Regions from separate parts of the Mus musculus genome. Here region 1 is linked to region 2. A link is a contact called in public promoter capture Hi-C data. All regions are on one chromosome and are shown on one strand. Each heading gives the region's core, a stretch centred on a gene start, on an enhancer-like site or on the middle of the called end of the contact. The rest is flanking DNA. Distances are from core to core; before and after follow the strand shown. Region 1 holds the start of Frs2 (fibroblast growth factor receptor substrate 2). Region 2 holds the start of Otogl (otogelin-like).

What was found. Promoter capture Hi-C pulls out the DNA fragments that hold promoters and counts their contacts.
Region 1: a contact with region 2 is called in a promoter capture Hi-C map of 3T3-L1-derived adipocytes, with 2.3 times the contacts expected there. The contact joins the promoter of Frs2 here to the promoter of Otogl in region 2. A contact is called at or near these places in 3 of 39 promoter capture datasets (the 3T3-L1 cell line and 3T3-L1-derived adipocytes).

What each region holds. Positions count from the first base shown.
Region 1 is chr10:117,144,932-117,151,842 of GRCm38.p6, reverse strand. Frs2 (fibroblast growth factor receptor substrate 2) reads left to right here and starts at 3,369. Exons shown (of 10, transcript NM_177798.3): 1 at 3,369-3,451.
Region 2 is chr10:107,908,900-107,916,283 of GRCm38.p6, reverse strand. It overlaps Otogl (otogelin-like), which reads left to right and starts at 3,905. Exons shown (of 58, transcript NM_001177567.2): 1 at 3,905-4,207; 2 at 5,325-5,364; 3 at 6,370-6,418. The coding sequence starts at 4,156.

The sequences.
Region 1 (6,911 bases), core at 2,120-4,619, 9.2 Mb before region 2:
GTAAGAGCCTCTATCAGCTTCTATATCCTTTAGGAGACACTGTCAAATGAAGTTAAACACTTTTTTTTTTTTTTTGGAAGGGGAGTGGGACGCTCTTCTATATGAATCGGGAAGAAACAACAAAAACTCCAAAGCCCAGGCTTACAAATGTGAGCAGTGTGTGTCTAAACGCACAATACTATACTTTTTTTAAAAACTGTTTTTCTTCAAAGAGCTGAAAGCACTTTTATTCCCTCATTTCTTCTGACATTCTAGTGTGGGCAGGGCAGATTTATGATAGCATTATTTATAGATGGGAGAAATTGAAAATAAAGATTAAATCGCTTACTCAACGCTGCGTGGCTGGGGTGGTGGAGCCGCTGGAATCTCCTTCTGCAGGCTCCAGCCACAAAGTGGGACGCGCAAGAGCTTTGGAATTAGAGGGATCTTTGAGCAATGCTGTTTCTACCCCGAACAAGAATGTGGCCTTAAGTCAATTACTTCACCTAGGCCTCGGCTATTCTCATTTGTAAAAGTAAGACCATAAAACCTCACAGCACATCGAAGATTAATTCAGAAAACGCATGTAAAGCCTCCAACACGGAGCAGGTTTCAAGGAAGATTTGTTTCCCCACCCCCACCCCCACCCCCACCCCCACCTCAGAATCATCTGGTTCAGTTTCAGTAAAAAAAAAAAAAAAAAAAAAATCCCCCATTAAAACTCACTTTCCCCATTTTTATCTCCCGTGAAAAGAAAAAAGATAAATAAAAATGTTCCAAAATGTCGTTTAGTTAGGCAGGAAGCCTCTCTCTCTCTCTCTCTCTCTCTCTCTCTCTCTCTCTCTCTCTCTTTCTGACTAGGCGTGTGTAACTCAGTGACATTTGCTTCCAATGGCCTTAGAGACAGATTTGAATCCGCAGCACTACAAAACAACACTCCTCTCCTCCCAACAAGAACAACAATCCCGGGTTGCCGAAGGTCCTGAGTTCAAATCCCAGCAACCACATGGTGACTCACAACTACCCGTAATGAGATGGGACGCCTTCTTCTGGTGTGTCTGGAGCGAGCAGGGACTGAGTGAGCAGAGTTGACCGGAATAAGTAGAGGTCCTAAAATTCAATTCCCAACAACCACATGAAGGCTCACAACCATCTGTACAGCTACAGTGTACTCACATACAATAAATAAATAAATCTTAAAAAAAAAAGAACAACAATCCCATGCTGTAGATTTACCACAATTAAGAAAAGAATATGCAAAAGATAGGCTACTAGAATGCTGTAGTTCTTTAACTGGACGTCTTATCAGATGCGAGGTGGGGGCGGGGAGGTTGCGGAGGAGGGGCTCTTAAAACTAGGGTTGTTCTGTCTAATCTTTGGAGTTACAGCTTTACAAGGTCTGGGCGGGGCCTGGCAATTTGCATCTTTAATACATTCCCAGGTGATGTGGAGCTGCCAGGCTGGCCGGGGACACACCTCGAGAAGCCCTACCCTGGGTGAGTGAAAGGGTTGGGGATGGAGCCCAGCAATTTGTTTAACAAGCCCTCCCGGTGATTGCGAGGCATTTTCAAGCCTGAGACCTGCTGGCAGCGTGGTGAAAAGCACCTGAGAACACAGCTTCACTTTTAAATCCAGGCTTCACCACTTACCAGTTACGTGACAGGCTGTGATTGAGGGTTCCCCTCACTAGGTCTCTGGGCTCTGTGTGTGTGTGTGTGTGTGTGTGTGTGTGTGTGTGTGTGTGTGCGCGCGCGCCCCCGCACGCGCGTGTGCTGCCCTTGGCGCGCACTCGTGCTCGTGTCTGGGATTGGGGGGTGGAGATGGTAAACAGCTAGAGACAGCCTAAGTTTTGTCTGTGCAGGGTCTTTTTTTTTTTTTTTTCTTCTTCTTCTTCAGTCTACTAGGAGGCATGAAAGGCTGCTTGAACTTGAGAATTCTGGAAGTGTTTACAAACACTTCTGCAATTACATAAAGCACAAGGCAGTACTTTATATACAGCAATAGTGATGGCATTGTTTGCATCTTAAATTTGTAATAAGGGGTTTTCTTTTACTCTGCCTTTCTCAAAGCAGATTGTCTTAACACTTGTCCCTGCAGTATTTAACAGACACTATGCATGCTAAGAAACTCTTTTCTTTTTTGCTCTTCCTTTTTTCCTCCTCCTCTCCTTCTTTTTGGACAAGAGTCTTGCTTCATAGTCCTGGCCACCTTTGTCTGGAAACTCACTGTAAAGCTTAGGCTGGCTAGAAACTCTCCGGACTCTCCCTGCCTCAGCCTTTTTAGACTGCTGGAAACAAAATAGCTTGTCAGGTTTGAGCCCTTTTCTTCCATGTGGGGCTTTGCTTCATACTGAAAACCTGCCTTTAATATTTGATGTTTCTTGATTTTGTGACAGAGCAAATCTTTTAAGATCGTCTCACTTCTTTGCCTGACACTGACTCTGTAGGCTCTCATACTGTCTGTCTTTGGTAAGTTTCAAAAGTGCCCAGGTCTTCTCTATTGCTAGTTACTGGTTAGGTATAAGAATTGTGCGGACGTACTCAGTCCTGGGTACTTTGAAATGCTTACTATTGCGTTATGCATTATATTATTTTTAACGTCTACAATCCAGAGATGAACACGACACACACACACACCAGGGTGAAATGTAAAGAAACAGGATCCTGGCACTAAGATTGCATAGCCCATCATCTCAGCCTTTGTTTAAAGTGCAAAGGATGACCCATATAGGGAAATAATTTGGCTCCCGTCTTTGAATAATTTGAAAAGTCTTGTTTGGGGCAAATGAGAGTTCTACGCATACCACAAATTAAAGTAAAACCAAGAGCCAGCATATGTGGTAAAGTCCGATACTTTGGCCGATTTCCTTCTCTGTAAGACACAGAGAATAAAAGCACCAATTTCCAGGAGTTTGAAGGTTATTAAATGAGTTAACGCCACCGAATCGCGTAATAAATGCCCTGTCTACCACGCCGTAAGCCTTCCTTCGATAAATGTCAACTGCATTTTCACGCGGGACAGAAGCGAGAAAGGATAACACCGCCGGCCGGTCGGCAAGCCGGTGAATGCTCCGGGCTCGGCGAAATTAGATTCTCCGGGCCCCTGTAGAATTAAGTAGAAGGGAGCGATCCTAACAGGCGTTAAAATAAGGGGTGCCAGCGGTAGCTCGGGGCCCGCGGGACCACAGGGGTTAGCAAGGAGCCCGGGGGCGGGGCTCGGGGGCGGGTCCGCTGGCGCCCGGAGCAGAGGCCACGCCCCTCCCGGGAGGGCTGGCAGCTCCAGCCTGGGAGCAGTTCCGGTGCCAAACCCCTGCCCTCCCCCGCTCCCCCGGAAGTGCTTGTCTAGGGTTCGGGCTGGAGAGAGGCCTTGTAGACACAGGCGCCGAGGCTCCGAGCAGGGGGTCAGGTCGCGGGGAGAGTGAGGAGCTCCGCGGCTGCCACCCCGCGCCCCTCGCAGCGCCTTCGCGCCGACGGTGAGTAGCCGGGGACGCCGAGCGGGGCCTGCGCTGGGCGAGCGAGCCTCGGACCCGGCTGTCCGCTGCAGGTTCAGCCGTCGGGGATCCGGGGAAGGGGTTCGTCGGCCGCCGCGGAGCGCGCGCGGCCCGCGGGCCGGGAAGGGGCGCGATGCGGGGCCGCGGAGTGGGCGGGGCGCAGCCGGAGCGGGGTTCCCGGAGCCGCGGCCGCCCGCAGAGGGGGGACTCCGTAGCGGGGCCCGGCCGTCGGCGCTGCGACCCCCTCTCTGCATCGGGCAAGTGGGCTCGGTGCCTCCGCTGTGGGGTCTGTGCACTCGGACGCTGGGGACCGGGACAGCCAGACTGCACTGGACATCAGTGTCCAACTTTCGTCGCCTCTTGGATCTGTCCCCTCTTCCCGTCTCAGTAATTATCCTGTGTCCCAGGGGTGTAGTCAGTCCGAGGGTGGGGCGCTCCCTGTGTGGATGCTGGCGATCTCTTGCGGGGCTTGCGTCGGGGTCGCCGGAGGTTCGATTTGGACTCGGCTCGAAACTTAACTGGGTCTGGATGCCTGCGTAGGGTCGGTCAGTGAGGCAGTACCATTCCTCGAAGGGTCTTTGCTCCCTTGCAAACTGAAACTGTTGGGAGTTACTTCTTAAAAACAAAGATTTGAGGAGATTCGTAGATTCAGAGGAGTTTCCCCGTGTTCTTGCTGACGTTAAAAAAAAAAAAAAAACCATGCTATTCTGTAATCAGCCTTCCGAATTCCTGCGCTCATCCGAAGTCACAGTTGTTAAGACTTCAGTCGGGACCTTGCACAAGTTGACTGCAAAAGGCTGGAGAATTGTATCCTTTTTTTTCACCCCAGTTTGTTTACTTTCATACTTGGAACTGTCATTTCTTGAGCTAATTATATATATGTGTATATATGTGTGTATATACACACACACACACACATATACACACACACATATATATACACACACATATGTATGTATATTATATGTATATATATATATATATATATATATATATATATATATATAATTTCCCTCAGTTTCTCCTCGGAGGTTCTTCGTGTAGTCCAGTTGTGGGAACGCGGGGTGGGGGTGTTCCCACAGCGGGACAGAGGTGTTTGTTGATTTAAGCATATGAAGTGTTTAACTCCAATAAACTGAGACTTTCCTAGAGAAGAAAATCTTGTAGGCACTGTTAGTAAACTGAGTTTAGGTGATAAACTACGGATAAAAGGTTTGTAGGAAATAATGGAGCTATTTTCCGCTTTTATTGAGTTTTAAATTATTATCAGATAGTTTATTTGTTGCAAATGACCTTGTGGTGGTGTCAATATACACAAGTCATCTTCATGAAACCAGTGACATTATCTGCCCTTATTATGCTTACGTTAGGATTTATACTGTTTCTCTCTCTCTCTCTCTCTCTCTCTCTCTCTCTCTCTCTCTCTCTCTCGTACTTTCTCTTTCGACTACTGGAAGGGAAGATATCATGAATGAGGGGAATGATTTGAAGTGACGAGTTGCATATACTGTCTTATGCAAAAGAAAAGTTTATTTCATTAAAAAACAAATTCTCTGTGTGTGTAATGCCAGAGGTGAACCTAGACTACCCAGCACCATGATCATGATGATCCTTTTGAGACAGGGTCTCCTGAGCCTGGAGCTTGTACTTCCGGCTGGGCTGCTTGGCCAGCAAGCCCCAGGGACCGTCCTGTGTTTGCCCCATGTCCCCAGTCCAGGTCTACTGGTTATCGGCACATGGCCCAGCATCTAGTTTATAATGGAGGTGCTGTCGGTGCCAGTTCAGGTTCTCTCACTTTCTCAGTCAGCAAGCACTCGACGTGGGAGCAGTCTCCCCAGCCCCTCAAATCTCTGTCAAGGTTGTTGATAATAAACAAAGGGGGTGTTTTTCTAGCCCGTGGGAAAGTGTGAGTGAAGATAAGTTGTAGTGTTTAGACTCGGAATGATGCGGTAGCCCCTTAGTGTTTGAAGAACTCAGTTGTTCAGAGCCCAAGATTGGGATGTTGAATTAAAGTCTGGAAAATGAGTCAAGTTAGGTTTGATTATGTATTTGTTCTCTGGTTATAGTGTGTTTTGAAGGGAAAAAAGTATGGGAGTTATAAAAGCAAAAAAAGGGAATTGGTAAAAATCAAATACTTTCGGGCATTATAACTTTTAACTATTGCTCAAGTCAATTCAAATGACATTGAGCATTTTCTATGCGTCAGACTCTTTAGTGAACCATGTAGGGAAAACAAAGCCAAAGCCATTAGAACTTGGGATTCATGTTTTGATAATTTTCCAAGTGTGTTGAAATTGTGAAGACTTGAATTGCACTGTCTAGGAATGCTAAACCTCCCCTGGATTGGGACTTAATGGGAGGGGGGGGGGCTGTTGAGTGCTTCACGAAGAACCGGTGCTAGGCATGCTGCCTCACCAAGAGGAAGCTGGGCTGTGGAATGTGAACCTAGTGGGATGTAAGATACTTGTACAAAAGTTTACAGTATAAGTAAGTATCTGTCTGAATGTGGTGTCATGCTTGCAGTGGCAAAGGAGTGGCAAGGTGACCCTGTTCACAACAAAAGACTCTGAAAGCAAAAAGTGTGTGTAAATCCTTAACCACATAGATGGGCTTATCTGAAGTTTGCACTTGTACAAAAGTGAAGTGTTTGTTATAACTTAGGTCACGTGTCACAGTTGAGACGGGAACACTTACGGGTGTGGGCCAATACTGTTAGTTACTGGGTGCTGAGTTCTGTTATGGTTGTGTTTTCTCAACAACATAGAAGCTTCTTTCTTTTAGACAGGGGTCTCCCTGTGTAGGCATCTCTCAGAATAGTCAGGATACCGCCGTGTCACACGTGTCCAGTCATTCCCCTTAAGACTTATGTGGCTAGCAGAACTGTCTATTTGAAGCCAGATCTATCTGCCTTGTCAGAAGCTGGTAGTTCTACTTCATGGTGTTGCTTCCCAATGAGCTTCTTTTTATTTAATGTAGTTTCTGAGACAGGGCCTCCTATCTCTCAAGACTTTGGATCTGCAGTCTCGACCTCCTTCCTCTGCTTGGGATTACAGACATGTCCCACCATACCCTGCTCTTAAACTGGCAATCTTAAGTTGACTGAGAGTTAAAGTCTTCTGAAACAAAGATTCGGGAGGTAGGATTCCTGGATAAAGAAGGCCTTTCAGATTAAGAGAACGACAGTTTTGGAGATGAGAAGGGTTCATGATGTGGAAAAATGTTAGTGTCCCAGATGACCTGGATGGTTTATTTTGGAATTAGAGATGAAGTTTGCAATTTAAGTCAAGGCTGGATTGTGGAGCTTGCTTAGAGGCTATATTTAGAAGCTCAACATTTTGAAGAAAACAAGAAGTGTGTACCTTGCAATAGTTTAGTGTGCAGAATGATTTATTATGGCAAGCTATTAATATACGACTGTGCATACTGTGAGTGGTGCTGGTGG
Region 2 (7,384 bases), core at 2,656-5,155:
ACTGGGGAATCTGAATAGTTTGGTTTTATAATTTGTGTAATATGCTCCAAAGAGGAGTTGTTTTGATGTGCTTTCTTTAAAAAAAAAGCAACTTTTCAGTTATTTGTTTTGAATAATTTTCACTCATAACTAAGCTGAGAAGGAAAGCTGTAATTATACTGATAAAGAAAACAAATATTTAAAATACGTGGAAAGAAAAATGTGTCTCTGATGATTGGTGTCTTGATTTTGGTAATACGGTAGTTTATCTGACATTAGAATTTACTAGTTGGAGGTGATAAAACAGTTTACCACAATCATAATTTGATGCTTCCATGTAGATGAAAGTGACATCATCAGAAGCCAAAGCCAAAGCAAGAGTGAAGTTGATTTCCTCGATTTGAATTCAGAATTTGAATTCACACTCTGGTGCTCAAAGGATCCTCACAGAAAATGCCCTGTCAGCCATATATATAAAACACAAAACTGTAAACCCCTTAATGAAGTCTACCTAGAAGGAAGCAAACCCTATAATCTAGAGGATTGAAGCCATCACCGCTTATCTTTAGGACATGAACATACTTTCTCTCAGCAGTCATAAAGGTAGACACACACACACACAAATGTTGAGGATACAAGCAGGAATCACAGGCACAAGAGACTAACTCCCTCACACAGTGCTCTAGGTAATATAAATGCAGCATGTGGTAGCAGTGCAGCAAAACGCAAGAGGCAAAGTAAGATCTTGATAAGAAGTTAATTGGAGGAACATTCCTTCTTCCTCCATTGGATAGTGCAAACCAATCACTCTATGGCAACCTGGAAAATTAATGTCTATATAATGTCTAGAGAGTGATGGACTTTTAGCACTAAACTTTTTATTGAAATCGTGACCAATACAGAATGATTATGAAGTATTACATATGGCAAAGCTAAGATAGATCACATCTAAATTAAATTACGTAATACACCAAAGAAATAGCCACATAGCAAACAGCTTGAAAGCATATGTAGAATTCTACAAACTATCCTATTATGATAAGAGCGTGGAACTCAGAGAGTTAAAATTCATCTTAGAGATGGATTCCTTTTGGTATCTTGACGATAAGACAAATTCTGGATAAAATCATGGAACTTGCAGTGTGTTGGGTTTAGCAAAACAAATGAGGAATAGTTGAATTTCAGAAGCAGACACTGATATTATGGGAGTCGAATGTTAGCTACTTCAGATTTGATCTCAGTTCATGGAAATGAATCTTGTATTAGGGAAATAAATGATTCTCAAAGAAAATGCATTTTATTACAGCATCCCTTTATCAATGGCATATATGCCACAAGGTCAGAGATTTCCCATTCTTGCCAGTTGTTTTGAATGTGCTGTGTTAAGGCCAACAGATTGTTGGGTGTCAACTTTCCAAAGGTCATATTCCGTGTGGGAAAATGCACAGTACTTTTCTGGCAGAAAGGGAACATTTTATTGCTTGCATTCTAGCCTTGCCTCAGGATTCTTATGAACCTAGTATCTCTCCATAAACTGGTGGATGACTCACATTTTGTCTAAGATCCTTTGTCAGGGTAGAAAGAAATAAAAGTTGTCATTTTGACAGTAACAATCACACATAGCAATAGTCATAAATTCCATTTTTTGTGTCTCTGGGTCTAATCTTTCATCTAAACTCTCTGTTCGGTTGGAGCTATTCATGGATGTCTATTTTCATGCTGACTACCATTTCAGGTAATAAGTTCGTGATAGAGAAAGAACTTGGCATTTAGTTATTGCTTTCTTTATCATCCTTCTTTTTTTTTCTAATTTCTTCCTTATGAGAAGCCTTGATATAGAGAGGCAGGCACACAGTAAGCCTCTACTTAGAAAAGAATGGCCAAGTTCAGGGTTTATTTTTGGGTGTGGTAATTTAGACTGCGTTCATTATTAGACAAAACACCTTCCAGGTTCTGAACACATAAAACAAAAAAACACAAAGCAGAAAAACACAAAACAGAAAAACAGTAAGATGATAGCGCCTTGGAATTCTCCATTTTATTCAGTGAAAATTAAAGTGATATGTTTAAATCAAAAGACTCATATGAAATCTGAGGTAAGAGTTTTCTCTGTTACATTTAGTTAGTTTCACATGTTATTATAGTTTATATGAGAAACATGCAGTTCATGTTTTCTAAGTCTTTCTAGGCAGTTTCCAGGCGCATTAAAAATAACTAGGTTTGTAATCAAATTGTTGAATCGCAAAGTTTGATTTTGACTACAACTCAAGATTTTTCTGTATGCGCATCATTTGTGAAAAAAAATTAAGTTTCAGGAAAAATTCAAGATGTTAGTGGACAGAGAAAGACAATCCTGAAGCGTTTCATACATCTGTCATATCATGTTATTTATGTGGAAAGTCAATTTGTAAATTAGCCAGGGACATAGGAGAAAAGATTTAGTAATGCATGTTGATTTAAAACATTTTACACACAAACACACACACACACACACACACACACACACACACAAATTTACTTCTCTCAGTTTGAGAAAGTTCTTTGGAGGACAAATTTTATACTCTAACCAGAGTGCAGCCCTAGCTTTTCAGTGATCTTATACTGATACATTTAAAACGGAATTATTTTGTAGTTTTGACTATGGCTTAGTAGGTACATATTTCTGGACCAGTTTAGGATGTAAATATAAATTATTACATGGACTATCTGTGCAGACTTGGGCAATTGTCTAGTTAGTTCAAGAACAACAGACTATGAATGTTTTAGTGACTATCAGTGAGTGCATGCTTTGCTTTAAAATACATGCATCAAAATTCAAAATAAGTATGGACATGTGTGCTGTAGGCAGGGACACCATACTTTGTAATTTTAATACTGCTTAGGTGCGTATTTCATGCTTATCTTTTTATTGAATGGGTGTCCATTTTCTGTTGCTTCCTTGACTTAGCTGTTATTCATCAGTGGAGACTAATTAAGACCACATGGAACAAAAACACATGATCCATGAACTTGGGACCATAAGAGAAGCGTGTGTATGTCATGGATATTGGATGAGTCAGCCGCTGGATACTTTGAAGTCATTGCAAAGGAAGTGCCTGGGAACCAGCAGACAGGAATAACTGCCATGTAGTACTTGTGTAATCAGACATTTCTTGTTATTGTACTCCATCTCTTAAGTGGGAGGGACAAGGGCAAGGTGAGTCATGGAATCTGCTATAGGAAATGTGAACCCATGGCCTAGACATGGCTTTCACTCATTTGTGGGCTTAGATCACCTCTCTGGAGTTCATTTTGAAAGATGATAGCTCTCTTCTCTGATGCTGCTGTAGGCAGTCAGTTGCTTCTGGAGAAGAATGCCCATGGCTGGAATAAGAACACAGACCTCCTCCCCTCTTTCGTAATCTAATCAGGTACTTTTCATAGAAGATGAGAAAAAATGGATTATCAAAAAGGTCTTCAGTACCTGCTGCGTTCTTTAGTTTTCTTTTAAAAGACAAATATTAGAAAAACATTGTTTCCTTTGAAAATCTACACTTGTTCTGTAATGTTTAACAGCTCGGTGGACCGATGAAAATGTCGGTACCATAATAGGATTTCAGTTGAAAATACATGCACATAGTTTTAATTTACTTTTAAAGTTTTGAGAATAAGATATAAAACTGTAGATACTGTAGGAAAAGTAAATTAGATTTTCATTCCTCCTGTTTTCAAAGGCTACTATTTTGTGAAAAATAAGACATGGACAATATACCAACGCTTAGGAATAAGTTATCTCATGACCTTAGAAGGTATAAACAAGTATTGTTTGGATGATCCCAATCTTTCAAAGTTACTAGAAAGGCTGAGAGATGGGCTAACACGGTGTATTAATGGGCAGGTGTGTAGCTGGCTGTAACTAATCCGGGCTCAGGCAAGAGGCTGCCTTGCATTGCTAATGAGAGACCCAGCCAAAGGGCTGACTGTGAGCTCTATCTAAAACCTCGGATGCTGTGTGTGGTTGAGAAGCCCGGGGATTTTCTTTTCAGTGGTTTTATCCCATAACTGTGTTCATTTGAATCTGAGCACACAAGGAACAGTCACCCTTGTAAGATGCCATCATAGTGAAGACCGTCACTTTGGTTTCAGTCCAGGGAGAAAGAGTTCACTGAAATGAGCATTGTGAAGAAACTCAGTTTGATGGTACCTTGGCGTGCTCTCTCCCTTCCTATACTGCTGGTTTCATTACGAGGTAAGAGCTTTCGTATCTTGACCTTCATTTATCACACGTTTCTCTCTCTCTCTCTCTCTCTCTCTCTCTCGAAACTGATATTGTTTCTTTTTATGTTTATTCTCGAGTGTTTTGACATCCTGAGAACACGTATGTACTAACTCACCTTCAGACAACTTTACTGGATTCTTAAGAATGTAGAGAATTTTTACCCTTGGTGTGCTTTGAGTTTTCTTTAAGTGGCTATTTAAAACCATGCCTTCATCACTACATGCAGTCATTCTGACTCCTTTTTTTCCAAACATGAATTACAGTGATGTCCCATGTGTAATTTAAGCACTCGAAACTTTAGAGTAATAATGAGAGATAGAGTAGTTAAGGCTACATCATGTCATTAAAACCTAAAAATAAAAAAAAGAGATTTTAGATCTAACTTTAACATTTGAGGTGATGAATTAATTTTCCAGTTTTACAACAAATTTACCTATAAATTAGTATTTATTAAAAGTCTTTATGAAGATGGCATTTATTTATATGTACTTTTTTTCTTCTTTTTTGATCCCTGGTAAAGGGTCTAGAGTTTGAAGCTTGCAGGGGAAATGGAAGAAATAACAGACATGTGAGAGACACAGAAAAGTCACAATCTTTCCATCACAGAGGCCCTTAGCTCTCAAGAAAAAAGATGCAGGATGCTGGGCCGGATGCTGGGTGTGTGGGATACTGTGTGGAGAGGCATTGAGATTGGCTTGTTCAACATGATCATTTTGTTTTGCATCATGCTTAAGCTTGCCAAATACTAAGTGGTAGGGCCAGCTCTAGAATAGCTCTGGGATTCCACGTCTGGCCCCACGCTGTTGTGTGACCGCACTGTGCACATTTATAGGCACTGGTTATGTTGTGTGATGGCACTGTGTAAATCTACAGGCATTGGGCATTCTTTTAGGAGGGCTATTGCTCACCCCAGGTATATTACAGATCATTCTCTGGTCAGAATCCTCTAAAAAGAAAAAAACTTGCAGCAATTCTCAATGTATAGTTTAGCCTTTGGATTAAAAAAAAAAATCTGTTAGATAGCAGAACCCAGAGCAAGCTATTTGTATGTCCTGCAGTCTCACCAACCTGTGTTTATCTCTGGCAGGATACGTTTGTGCGTCATCTGTCCTGTCAGAAACATCAGAGTGAGTATTTCTTTGCCTTTATGCTCCGAAACATCAAAGGAAGGAGAACATGCCAAACTCAGTAGACAGCTCTGTCCATTTTTCAAATAACAAGTGAAACCTTTACGAAAAGTATGAGATCTTCTTCCTTGAAATATTTCCAAACATTAGAAATGACATTCATTCCTTTTCGTATTTGTAAGAAGCCTTGGTGTGGTCCACTGCCTGTAGGTACTAAAGAGACATTTGCTTCACTTCAAAGATTTGTGAAGAAGCTATATCCAGTAATATGTCTCTTTACATTTTTTCCCGTTGACATACATTATTGTCTGTAAACATACTACATTTTTAACATAAAGTAAAACTACTTTTAGTGATGAAATGGATAAAATGGTTATAGTAATAAATAATGAAAATAGATTTTTTTACTATTTTTCTTAGTGAGAGAATTATGCTCATTTGATTTTTAAAAATATATTCATTAATAAATATAATAAAATTATGATATTTCATAAAACAGATGTATAACTCAGTGAATTAATGATTTGGTTTGGATAACTGCCAATTAAATGTCCTTACATTTATATCACCCTATTTTTTTTTTTTTTAGTGACACAGAACAGATGAAATTAAAATATTATGTATGGGAAAGTAAATTCACCTTTGATAAATACCCACTTCACGAGACTCAAGAAGTTCTAGGAAGAAGAAACTACACCTGTTGGTGTTACAATGTTACACTATTTTGTTTATCTCTCAATCTCAAAGTTCCTTCCTAAAATTCAGTTTATATCAGAGCCTGGAGAGATTTGGGGACAGTCCCGAATTTTGTAAAATGAGACAGCTCCACCACCCAAATCTCACCCTTCCACAGAGGGGAGGGGGCCCTTTAAATGTTAAACCAAGAAAGGCCTCTTTGATAAACGTGATGGAGATCGGGAGGAAAACACCAGCTCCCTCTTGGGAAAGGCTGTTCAGGTTGCCCAGGGGCCTCTGACTACACAAGTTCTTTGTGTTTTCTTGCAGAAGTGAGTTCTATGAAAATGAACAGAGAAGGGCTCTGTTAGCAGTACAGGTAGGTTATGCCTCAGATGGAGAGAGGCAGAGAAATAACTCATTCTGCTTTGGATTCTGCTGTCACCTCAACAATGAGACCTTTGTGGAGGGAATGAAATGCTCAACACAAGACAGGAAAGAGTAGGGAGAGGCCAACGCATTTCTCTGCAGCTTTTATTATTTTATTTTATTTTTTTATTTTACGGCCCTCAAATATATTCAGTTCACATAGATTTGTTTGGAATGAAACACCTTTTTTTTTCTTTCTCCTTGTTCTTCTTGATAACCTGTGCTTGGGCTTCAGTGTTGATGGGGATTGCATACCATCTTCTTGCTAGGACATTTGCATGATTTAGAAATGAACAACCTCAGCACTCGGGAGGCAGAGGCAGGCGGATTTCTGAGTTTGAGGCTAGCCTGGTCTACAAAGTGAGTTCCAGGACAGCCAGGGCAACACAGAGAAACCCTGTCTCGAAGAAAAAAAAAAAAGAAAAGAAAAAAGAAAGAAAGAAAAAAGAAATTAACAACCTTATTGGGCAGGATAATAGAATCAAGACAAACACACATAAGAGCAAATGGAGAAAGACTAAAATAACGTGAGTTAAAGACTACAAAACAGCATTAGACATATTCTCATGTACTGACAGACAGCCTTCATGTTTTCTAAACAATCCAGTGCCGGGGTATTTCTGAAGAGCAGTATACTGTTAGATTTGACTACTTGCTACCTGCTTCCTTTTCTATGTAAAGGATAGTGGATAATACGATTCCATTTTCATCAAATTGTAGTTTGACTGTTCAAATGAATGAGCTCTAGAGAACATTTCTCTGTGAGAGACAGATAAGTTAAACTACAGATTTTATGTGGGAAAAACAGGTTTTGTTTTTGTTTTTGTTTTTTAGAAATAATGTAACTTGAACATTAAATAGTTAATAGCTTAAAACCTCAAGGGAGCCTTTGACAAGTGTTGAGATACAAAATATC